Linked DNA regions of Gossypium raimondii: region 2 is linked to region 1. Evidence: chromatin contacts called from public Hi-C data. All regions are on one chromosome and are shown on one strand. Each heading gives the region's core, a stretch centred on a gene start, on an enhancer-like site or on the middle of the called end of the contact. The rest is flanking DNA. Distances are from core to core; before and after follow the strand shown.

Evidence for each region. A called contact is a pair of places that touch in the nucleus more often than the background predicts.
Region 2: a contact with region 1 is called in a Hi-C map of leaf, with 2.6 times the contacts expected there. The contact joins the promoter of LOC105782295 here to the promoter of LOC105783816 in region 1. A contact is called at or near these places in 2 of 2 Hi-C or Micro-C datasets (both in leaf).

What each region holds. Positions count from the first base shown.
Region 1 is chr13:38,169,268-38,174,172 of ASM2569854v1, forward strand. LOC105783816 (hypothetical protein) reads right to left here and starts at 2,014. Exons shown (of 2, transcript XM_012609475.2): 1 at 605-2,014; 2 at 1-525. The coding sequence starts at 1,744. The coding sequence ends at 187.
Region 2 is chr13:38,531,111-38,536,015 of ASM2569854v1, forward strand. It overlaps LOC105782295 (22.0 kDa class IV heat shock protein), which reads left to right and starts at 2,834. Exons shown (of 1, transcript XM_012606962.2): 1 at 2,834-3,473. The coding sequence starts at 2,836. The coding sequence ends at 3,390.

The DNA.
Region 1 (4,905 bases), core at 764-3,263:
TCTTATATGATCTCCAACAAGTAGGGTTGAAGCTTAAAATGTGGGTTTCTATAGGAAGAGAAAAATAAATAAAGAAAAAAGAGTTGTGAACAGAAAATTTTACTAAAAAGTACACAGAAACAAGTGTTGCAAAACCAAACTGTCCTAGACTAGATCTTTACACAGGATCAAGTAGCATCCATCTCATCAACAGTTGAAGGTTAGGCGTTGGCCGAGGTAAACAAGATGCCAGGTGAGAGCCATTAAAGTGAGAATATTAAGCATTGATGAGTTTGTATTTAGCTTCTTCAGCCTCTCATTCAGCCTACCCATTGTCCGCTTTATCACTTCCTGTTCTGAACTAGTGGGTGCTACTGCTGGTGCTGGTGCTGGTGCTGGTGCTGGTGCCGTTGAGGGGCCTTTCCTGCTATTTTTAGCTACTGGATCTGCAACACTTGGTGACTCAGTGGCCCTGCTTCCCTCCGCCACAAAGTCATGTCTTCCTCTCCCGTCTTCCTTCTCCATTTTCATCCTCTCAAACATCACCTACAATATCATATCCAGTGTGTTAAATAAAAAAGATTTGGTATATACAATTAGGAGCATCAGAAATTAAGCAGGTTACCTTTGTGGCTTTAGGCTCCAAATACAGTCCATTGACCAAAACCATGAAAAGGGATGACAAAAGATTAATAGCTTGAAACACCTCTGGCGGGCTCGAGATCGATCTTTTCCTGTGCCACAATAAGTGCCCCAACAAAGCCATCCCTATACTATAAGCCATTGCCCTGAAGTAAACAGGGTATATCTTGCTCTGCACCACCCCAAACTGCTGTCTTGGTAGCTGTCCTGCCAGGATATAGCTGGAAATGAACGTAACCCACACACTCATCCCATATGCTGTAGCTAATCCAAGTAAGTTCACTATACCCATCACTGTATTCAATGCCTCCATTGAAGTCATGTACTTCAAACCATCAAGATACTTGTTTGCACTAGTTTTAACCTTGTTCGCAGCTCGGCCTGCTTCTTCCATGGCCTTTTCCTGAACGTTCTCCACTTGCTCTGATGTATTTGTCACTATATCAGCCCCCATCGTCTTGGCCGTGTCTTTTGCTGTTGTCGCCGCCTCCTTGGCCTTATCAATGGACTCTTTCGCCCTTTCTTTAACATCTTGGCCCTTTTGCACAACTGCCCCTTTTGCTTTGCCTAAAGCATCGCCGATAGCTCCCTTTTTATCTGCGACCTTGTCTCTGGTTTCATGTGCACTCTCTGAAACCTTCTCTCTAACCTCCTGCGCGGTTTCCCAAGCCTTGTCTTTAGCCTTCTCTTTGGCTTCATGTGCGGTCCCTGAAGCTGCTTGTTTAAGCTTGTTAGCTTCATGTGCGGTGTCTGACACCTTATCTTTGGCTTTACCAAGGGCAGTGGCGACCCTCTGGGTACATTTCCCGAAAGCATCGCAGATAAGTTCCCCAGGTGAATGTCGTCCGGAGCCAGCTTTTCCTTGTGAAATGCCATGGCCAACGTTGGGAAGCGCAGATGCGGCATCTTTCATAGTTTCCTTGCCAAAATATTCCCCTTGGTCTGTTTGCTGGTGCAGCGACGGGGATGAGATTGAGACTTTGGTGTTATGTTTGCCATCTTGGTCATATTCAACAACTATGACCCTATGGCCTTCTTTCAATATAACATCGTCCCTTCCGACTGCAGCAGCCATCGCCAGTGAACTAACTACAAGAAGACTCAAAAGCAAACCATTCGTCATCTTTGTCTTAGATGGGGATGCTCAAGCTGGGTTACATTTTTAATGGAGGTTTGCTTTAAAGAACTGGAAGATATGGTTTCAAATTGAGGAGGAAGAAACGATACGCATTGTGCATAGTCCACGTTGCCTGTAGTAGTCGAGAAACCGACGCGTTTGCATTGACTCAACCACGTTCTGATTCGACGTGGCTGCATTTCAGGGCTTTGTTAGGCTCTTATAACAACACCTGGAAAGAAGAGAAAATTCAAGAGCGGCTCCCAAACTTTTGTAATGGATAAGAAAGAAATAGAATAAAAGCTTTTGTTCCATGCTCCTTCAGCTGCCTCGTTCTACCAAGTATGCTGGGGTGACATGTAAGCATAGGAGAGATAATATGCTCCTCTTACCATACCGGTCATATAACTTTGCTATTTGATCTAGTAAGATATTAAATTTTATGGGTTTATAGAAATATCATTTAGTTTGATATAGGTTTATGCGTGTAGAAATGTAGTAAAACTTAGGTTATGATGGATGGCCCATAAGTATTAAGTTCATGGCATTAAGTTTTCTTTTTCCGAGTAGAAACTAAACAGAAACAACCTATTTAAACATAAAACATCTTGATTGTTTCAACTATTTCTTAAATAAATGAAAATAATTTTTATCAAAATTTCGACTACTTTCTCAAATGTAAGAATATGTTGAATTGAATTTGTATTTTTAAAATTAAGATAATATATATAATAAAATATCATTTTGAGAGTTACGAGGATGCTAAAATTTTCATCACGCGTAATTGATTCTCGAAATTTTTAAAACTTTAACAATTAATTTTGATAACAAAATATATCTATTAAATAAAGTATTTCTTAAACAAGGAGAGGATACCACTCCTTTTCCTTGAGTTAAAAATCCAACAAAACATCCCAATAAAAACCTTCACCCATTAATCCAATGAAGGTAATATCTTAAAGTTAATTATTACAAACCCAAACTCTTAATAGTATACGAACAATTTAAATGTGTATTATTTCATGAAAACAACAGAGTATATAATGAGAAAGATAATCTTTAGTGGCCAAGATCACTAAAATTCTCAACATAAGTGATTGGAACATCTACCAGGGCAGCTTCATCGATGATTGGAACATCTATCGGGGCAGCTTCGTCATTGATTGGAACATCTATCAGGGCAACTTCATCAATGATTGGAACACCTATTGGGGCAGCTTCATCATTGATTGGAACATCTATCGGGGGAGCTTTAGCATTCTGTTCGACTCCAATGCTGGCTTCGGCTTCTGAACTCACCACTGTTTTCATCTTTCTCTTTCTTCCACGCCTACCTATTGAATGAAGAAAAAACCATGGTTGAATAACTCTCAAAAAGTGCTAGATATAGATATGTGCTTTAGTTTAGAATCATATTGCCTAGTGTTTGAATACACAGTAGATATGGGTATTTCATGAAAATTGGAAAGTTAGAGTTAGGGTTAGAATATGCTTAAAAAGTGAGTGGAAAGAGAAAGATACCCTTTGGTGCAGTTGAAGCTGAAGCTGAAGCAGTAAGATTGGACATGTGCATATTCTTAGAATTTGTTCTCTCCATAGTTGAAGCCTCTAGTTCTTCATTCTGTTCTCCAGTTTCTCCATAAGTCAATAACTGCAAAAGTTGAAAACCAATATAACAATGATCGGGGAAGAAACTCTCAAATCACGAAAGAATTGTTACAAAGGAAAAGTTAAAAAAATAATGTAAAGAAATATGAGAAATGAACTTGTTTAGGGTTTAGGAAAATAGCATGCTTACTAGAAAAGGTGCTGGCGATTCACTTTGGCCATTGCTCTCATTTTTCTTCTTTCCACGCACGGGGAGAATGCCATCCGTTTCATACCTTTTTACCTCAAGAAGTGATCGAAGAGTAATATTGCGCTCTTTATGGCGATATTTCTGCAATAATGAGATATTATCAAACATCAGTGATAAATGAGATATATATATTTGCCTACATATGGGAAAAAATAGATCATAAGAGTTGTAAAAGTCATTTAAAGGTAATTACTTTATCAATCCTCCCATTTTTGCGTGGACTTTCTGTAACAATCCAATTGTTTATGAACTCAGGCAGTGGCTTTAACTGATATGCAAAGCATTTAAGATAACATTGTAAGAAAATGGTAGTTAATAGAGCTATTTGTTTATGTTTCTAAGGTGTGTGAATGCTTACCTTGTTGTATCTTCTCTTCGGAGTAGGAGCTTGAGCTTTAGGAGGCAGCATAGAGATAGGGGTTGCCTCTATTATATAACCAGTTGTTTCTGCGATTACCAATTTCAAACCATTTAGTAAATTCTGTCAGGACAATAACTTTGTTCTACTATATATGTAAAAAACTAATATAGTTTATATAAAACTAATATAGTTCTACTTCGGAGTAGGAGATTAAGCAAGGCATAGGTAGGTAAATGTGTCCTCTAAATAATCTTACTTATAAACTCTATTATTATTAGGTGAATTTCTTAGGTTGAAGAGAAGATATTGGCCTTAAGAATTTAAAGTGTAAATAGGAAGGAGTATTCATGTGTACAATTTTTTATGGGTGGTTTACACTATGATTAAGAAAATTAATACTTTCTAAGGAATATATATATATATAGAGAGGGGGTAGGTAGTAGATATAGGTATTCGATATGTGTACTTTATGAAAATTTAAAAGTTGGAGTTAGTGGTGGAATATGCTTAAAAATGAGTAGAAAGAGATACCTTTTGGTGCTGAAGCAGTAGCAGGATTAGGCATGTACATATTGTTCCAAGGTTCTGTCATGTGACATTGTTCTTGGGGAATACGCATTCCCGTCTTTGGAGAATTGCAGGTATCCACATTTTCAATATTCTCATAAATTATTATCTCATTAGTTGAAGCATCTGGTTCTTCTACATTCAATTGTTCAGTTCGTTCATAAGTCAATGCCTGCAAAAGTTGAAATGCCAATATGACAGTAACATGGGAAGAAACATTCAACTCTCAAAAGGACCATCACCAAAGAAAAGTTAAAATTTTTATGTAAATAAATATGAGAACTAAACTTGTTTAGGTTTTAGAGTTTATGAAAATAGCACACTTACTAGCAAAGGTTCATGTAATCCAATTTGGTCTTCATTCTCTTTTCTCTTCTTTGC
Region 2 (4,905 bases), core at 1,584-4,083, 360 kb after region 1:
TGCAGCTTGCTGGTTAGAGTTTTCGACATGCATATTTGTTCCAGCCTCTTCCATAATGCAGCGGCGGTCTTATCCTTCATCACATCTTGCAAAATTTCGTTAGACAAATGCAGATGTAACTGTGTTAACACCTTTTGATCTTTACGCCTCTTCTCTTCCTCTGTCAATGTCGAAGGTATCTTATCTATCCGTAATAGGGCATCCTCTAAGCCCATCTGTGCAAGAACTATTTGCATCTTTATCTGTCACAACGCGAATCTGGTGTTGCGATCCGACAACATAATTTCATACTTCAAAGACGCCATTATCATGATTGAGATGAACAATTCGGAAGCTCAGATACCAATTTGTGAAAAATAGAACGTCGATAATGACAATGTATCGCAAAGAAAAGAAAAAGAAAAATAACGAACACACAGATTTTATGTGGAAACCCTTTCAGGAAAAAACCACGAGTAGGGGAGAAGATAATTCACTATGTCGAATTCGAATGATTACAAGAGGAGTAGACTATGTCTTTTTATTGGCATGTAAAACCATATTCTAATAGAAGTGTAGTAAGATTGAAACACCTTATTTTAATCAATATCAAATAGATGGAGTTTAATAAAGTTTAAAAAACTTTATTCTAAAATAAAATAAAAGAAGTGTAGTTCTATATAGATTTTACTTTTATTTTATTTTACCACTATTTTATTTAAATAAAGATTAGGGTCACTCAATTCTAACAAAAGATATTTGGAAGAACTTAATTTTATTCTAAGCACATTTATTAATTAAATAAGAGGAGTTCAAATTCCATTAGGAATTCCGTATGTTAAAGTTAACTTCCAAGTTGAGTCGGTTTAATTATATGAGTTTATCTCTCTTGATTTAGATAAAAGTCAAACTTATATATTTAATTAATTTAATAATAAAATATTTTTAGGAAATAATTGATTAATTTACATAATTCAGTTCTAATTTCGTTAAAATCATGACAATTTTACCATACTAGATTTTATATGTAAACATATGTAATTATTCGAATAGAATTAAACAACAATGATTATTTAATTTAATTTTCAGATATAATTAAATAATATTTTCAAAAAATATAATTAATCCTAAATTATCTCTTGCAGATGTAATCTATTTCTCATTTGTCGTTTTTGTTTACTGTTATTCATAGTTATATTGAACTAAGGTATGGACACAATCAAAATTAATAATGATGCTGCTACTAAAACTAATGAAAAAAATTGTAGGTATACTACACCGGAAATATTATAGAAGGTACCAAGCACAAGTGGTTGAAGCCGTAGCTTTAAGGCTTAGTGCCAATTTGACAATGAGTTGCTGCTGGAGAAATGTGATATTTGAGTCGGATAATAATGTTGTAATTAAGATCCTCACAGACCCTTACAAATCCCCCTGGGGGATTAAAGTTGCTGCGGATGACATTTTATCTATTATTTCTTATTGCTCCTTTGTCCATTTTAGTCACTCGTTTGGGAATTGTAATTGTGTGACAGATTAGGTTGCAGGAAGCATAACTAGAGATAACCTACTTGGCGTGTTATAATCCCTGCAGGCATTGGAAAATTTGCTGTTATTTTCTTTTGAAAATATTTTTTAATTAAAAATCTTATTGTAAAGATAGGATCCAAAAGCAGTAAACAAGAAACGAAAAAGTGAGTCTGTCAGGTGAACATGTGAAAAAAATATGGGAGGCAACAAACAAATTTTTAGATATCAATTTATAAAATGAGAAGCAATAGGGACTGAGGGTAGTAACTAGTCATGATGTCTGTCACTGTTTCATGCTGCTCTCTCAACATAACATTTTACTACTAAGCCAAGAATATGTTAATCTTTCCATGGAACTGTATTGTTTTTTTTTTTTTTTTGACAACCATATTTATTTGGTTGAACTTAAGTTGGAGCTATCAAGCAAAAAAGATGTAAAATAATTCATTCTTTACATTAATTGAACTTGAAACTCATTCTTACAGTTTACACAAATATGAAACCGCTGAATAATTCTTGGGAAAGCCATTATTGATGTGGTGCAACCAGGCTTTGGCTAAAGCATTGCAAATGACACCATGGTCCATGACTGATTGATGTATTCCTTGCAGTCTTTCCAACATGTCGTCGAAACTCTTAACAACAAAACACTGTTTATCAAAATGTTCTAATATCCATATATGATCATTTATAGAAATAATAAAGAAGTCAAGCAAAAGCCAGTATTGCAGGTTCTAGTAAGTAGTTCTTAGGCTTGTCCTCACCTTGCCTTCAAATGAATAGCAGGCAATTAGTCCCGGAAAGCCTAAGGCCTTCAATGTTGATCCAAACTAGTTTTATTGCTAAGCCCACGGAAAGCTTGCCTTAAGATAATCCAAACTTGGGACCAATCTTCCCTCCAATCCAAAAGGAAGGGATATATCTTTTTGCTAAAACCATATAATATACTAATACAAACAAAAGAAATATTAAATCCGATTAGACTAGGGCTGTGGAGGAAACTTGGAATATATCCAATAGACAAAAGTAATTAGACATGAAAGACTCTAGAACCTGGACGATGTATCCACCTCCTGCTCGGCCAATCGGCTGCTCTCTTTTCGATTTGCACTGTGCTGCTGAGTTTGGTTATCGCTAGAATCTTCCCAATTTCTCTACAAATTAATCACATCATCAGAAATTTCAAGAATTTCACTACTTTTATCCACATATAAATATCCCCTCAAATCTTTAACAATGGCAATAGAATTTAACATTGAAGTAGCATTCCCTTTACTACTTCCAATTCAAGAAATCTAGTTCACTCTCACTCAGCATATTTACACAATGAGGCTCTTGCTGTTGCTCTTGGCATGTTATGTTGGCCTATGCAATGGATCGAGTTTGCTGCCATTCATGGATCCAGGCAGTGGCAGTCTGTTATTGGCTGATCCGTTCCGAGTGTTAGAGCAAATCCCACTTACCCTGGAGAGGGACGAGAGCTTGGCACTGTCGCCAGCCAGGGTGGACTGGAAGGAAACAGCGGAGGGGCATACGATAATGTTGGATGTGCCAGGGTTGAAGAAGGAAGAGCTGAAGATCGAAGTGGAAGAGAACCGTGTGCTGAGGGTGAGCGGGGAAAGGAAGAGAGAGGAAGAGAAGAAGGGGGACCATTGGCACAGGGTGGAACGCTCCTATGGCAAGTTTTGGAGACAATTTAGGCTGCCTGAGAACGTGGACTTGGACACTTTGAAGGCTAAGCTTGAAGATGGGGTGCTTACTTTGTCATTGGCCAAGTTGTCTCCCGATAAGATTAAGGGTCCGAGGGTTGTCGACATTGCTGGCGGAGAGGCTAATGAAGCACCCAAGCTCGAGGGTAACGATGCCAAGCAGGAGCTTTAAATCCATCCTTGAATTGTTTTTCATGGCTTTCAAAGCTTTTTCCAGCCTGTTTATGTAGATGAATATATATGAGAAAATAATTACTAAAATTGAATAAAAGTATTATCAAAATTATAATATAAGGTAATGCAAGGTAAGATATTGGTGTACCTAAAATTTAATTTTGACGACGCTATTATGTTTTCGTAACTAATCATCTTTGTCTGCCCCTCTCTCTCAACGTTTGTTTTGTTAAATGTGTTTAAAGATATTTCAACCTCGATATGCTACACGGACTCAGAATCATTTATATATTATATATAATATTAACTCTGTTTGGATAAGAAATTTAGAAAACAAATTTTATTTATATTTAAGTTTTAAAATTTTAAAATGTATTTATTTATTTAGATAAATATAATGGAGAATTTTAAAACTTGTGAGGAATTAATGAGATTTGAGTAGTTTATTTTTTTAAATTTTCAAAATTTTTAATTTCTCATAATTTTAATTTATTTAAAGCATACGATTTCATTATTAAATAAAGAATTTAAATTTCAAAAATTAATTTTATTTATTATAATATATATTTTATTTTATTTTATTAAATATATTTATAGTTTTTACAAATTTAATAAATCCATATTATGCTATTTATTTTAATATTATTTTAAATTTATAAACTTCCATTAACTTCATTTTTTGTAAAATAATTATTTATCCAAGCAAAATTATTACAATTCAAAAATTTTAACATGCTAGCTTTTTAAAATATCTAAAATTTTAAAATTGATCTAAATGAGTGAAATTTGAAAGAAAAATTTGAATTCATATAAATTCTAAAATTATTTCTTATGTATATTAAAACAAATAAATTCACTCTTAGAAAATTAAAATTTAGATAAAATTTAAATCCTCCATATTATATATATATGAGGAGAGATACATTTATATCGGTGTAAACTTATAGTAATTTTACACATTTCTATAACTTTTATACTATTAATATTTTTACAATTTATATGTTCTATTTCATGTTTCATTCATGTAAATTATGCATGTCAAATTCAACATAACTTTAAAATTTCTAACTATAGTTTATATAAAAACTTTCAACCATTCAATAAATATTAATATATATAATATTTTGAATCGGTATAATAGAGATATCGGATCGATTCAAAAATTTACATGTGTCATAACGTTGCCTACATAAGAGTACAAGGCCTAGTAAGCAAAGCTAGACACAGAGTGCCTAAATTAACGTAGAGTGGCCACTAACCAATTAGGGCTAGGTTGGTTAGCCACCTATTGTCTAAAAGTCTAGAATTAATACTACAAAAAATCCTAAAAGTCTAAACTCGATCTCATCACCAAATTTCGGGTTCGAGAGTAAGGTTATGTGTGGGGAATGTTATATCACCCCCACAACGCCTATCCGGGGATAGTCCTGCGGGGTCTTAGAAGCTAGGTTTTTTTTTTTATTTAAGCATATTAATGTCTTAATCTAAGCTAAAATCTTATGGAAACCTTAAA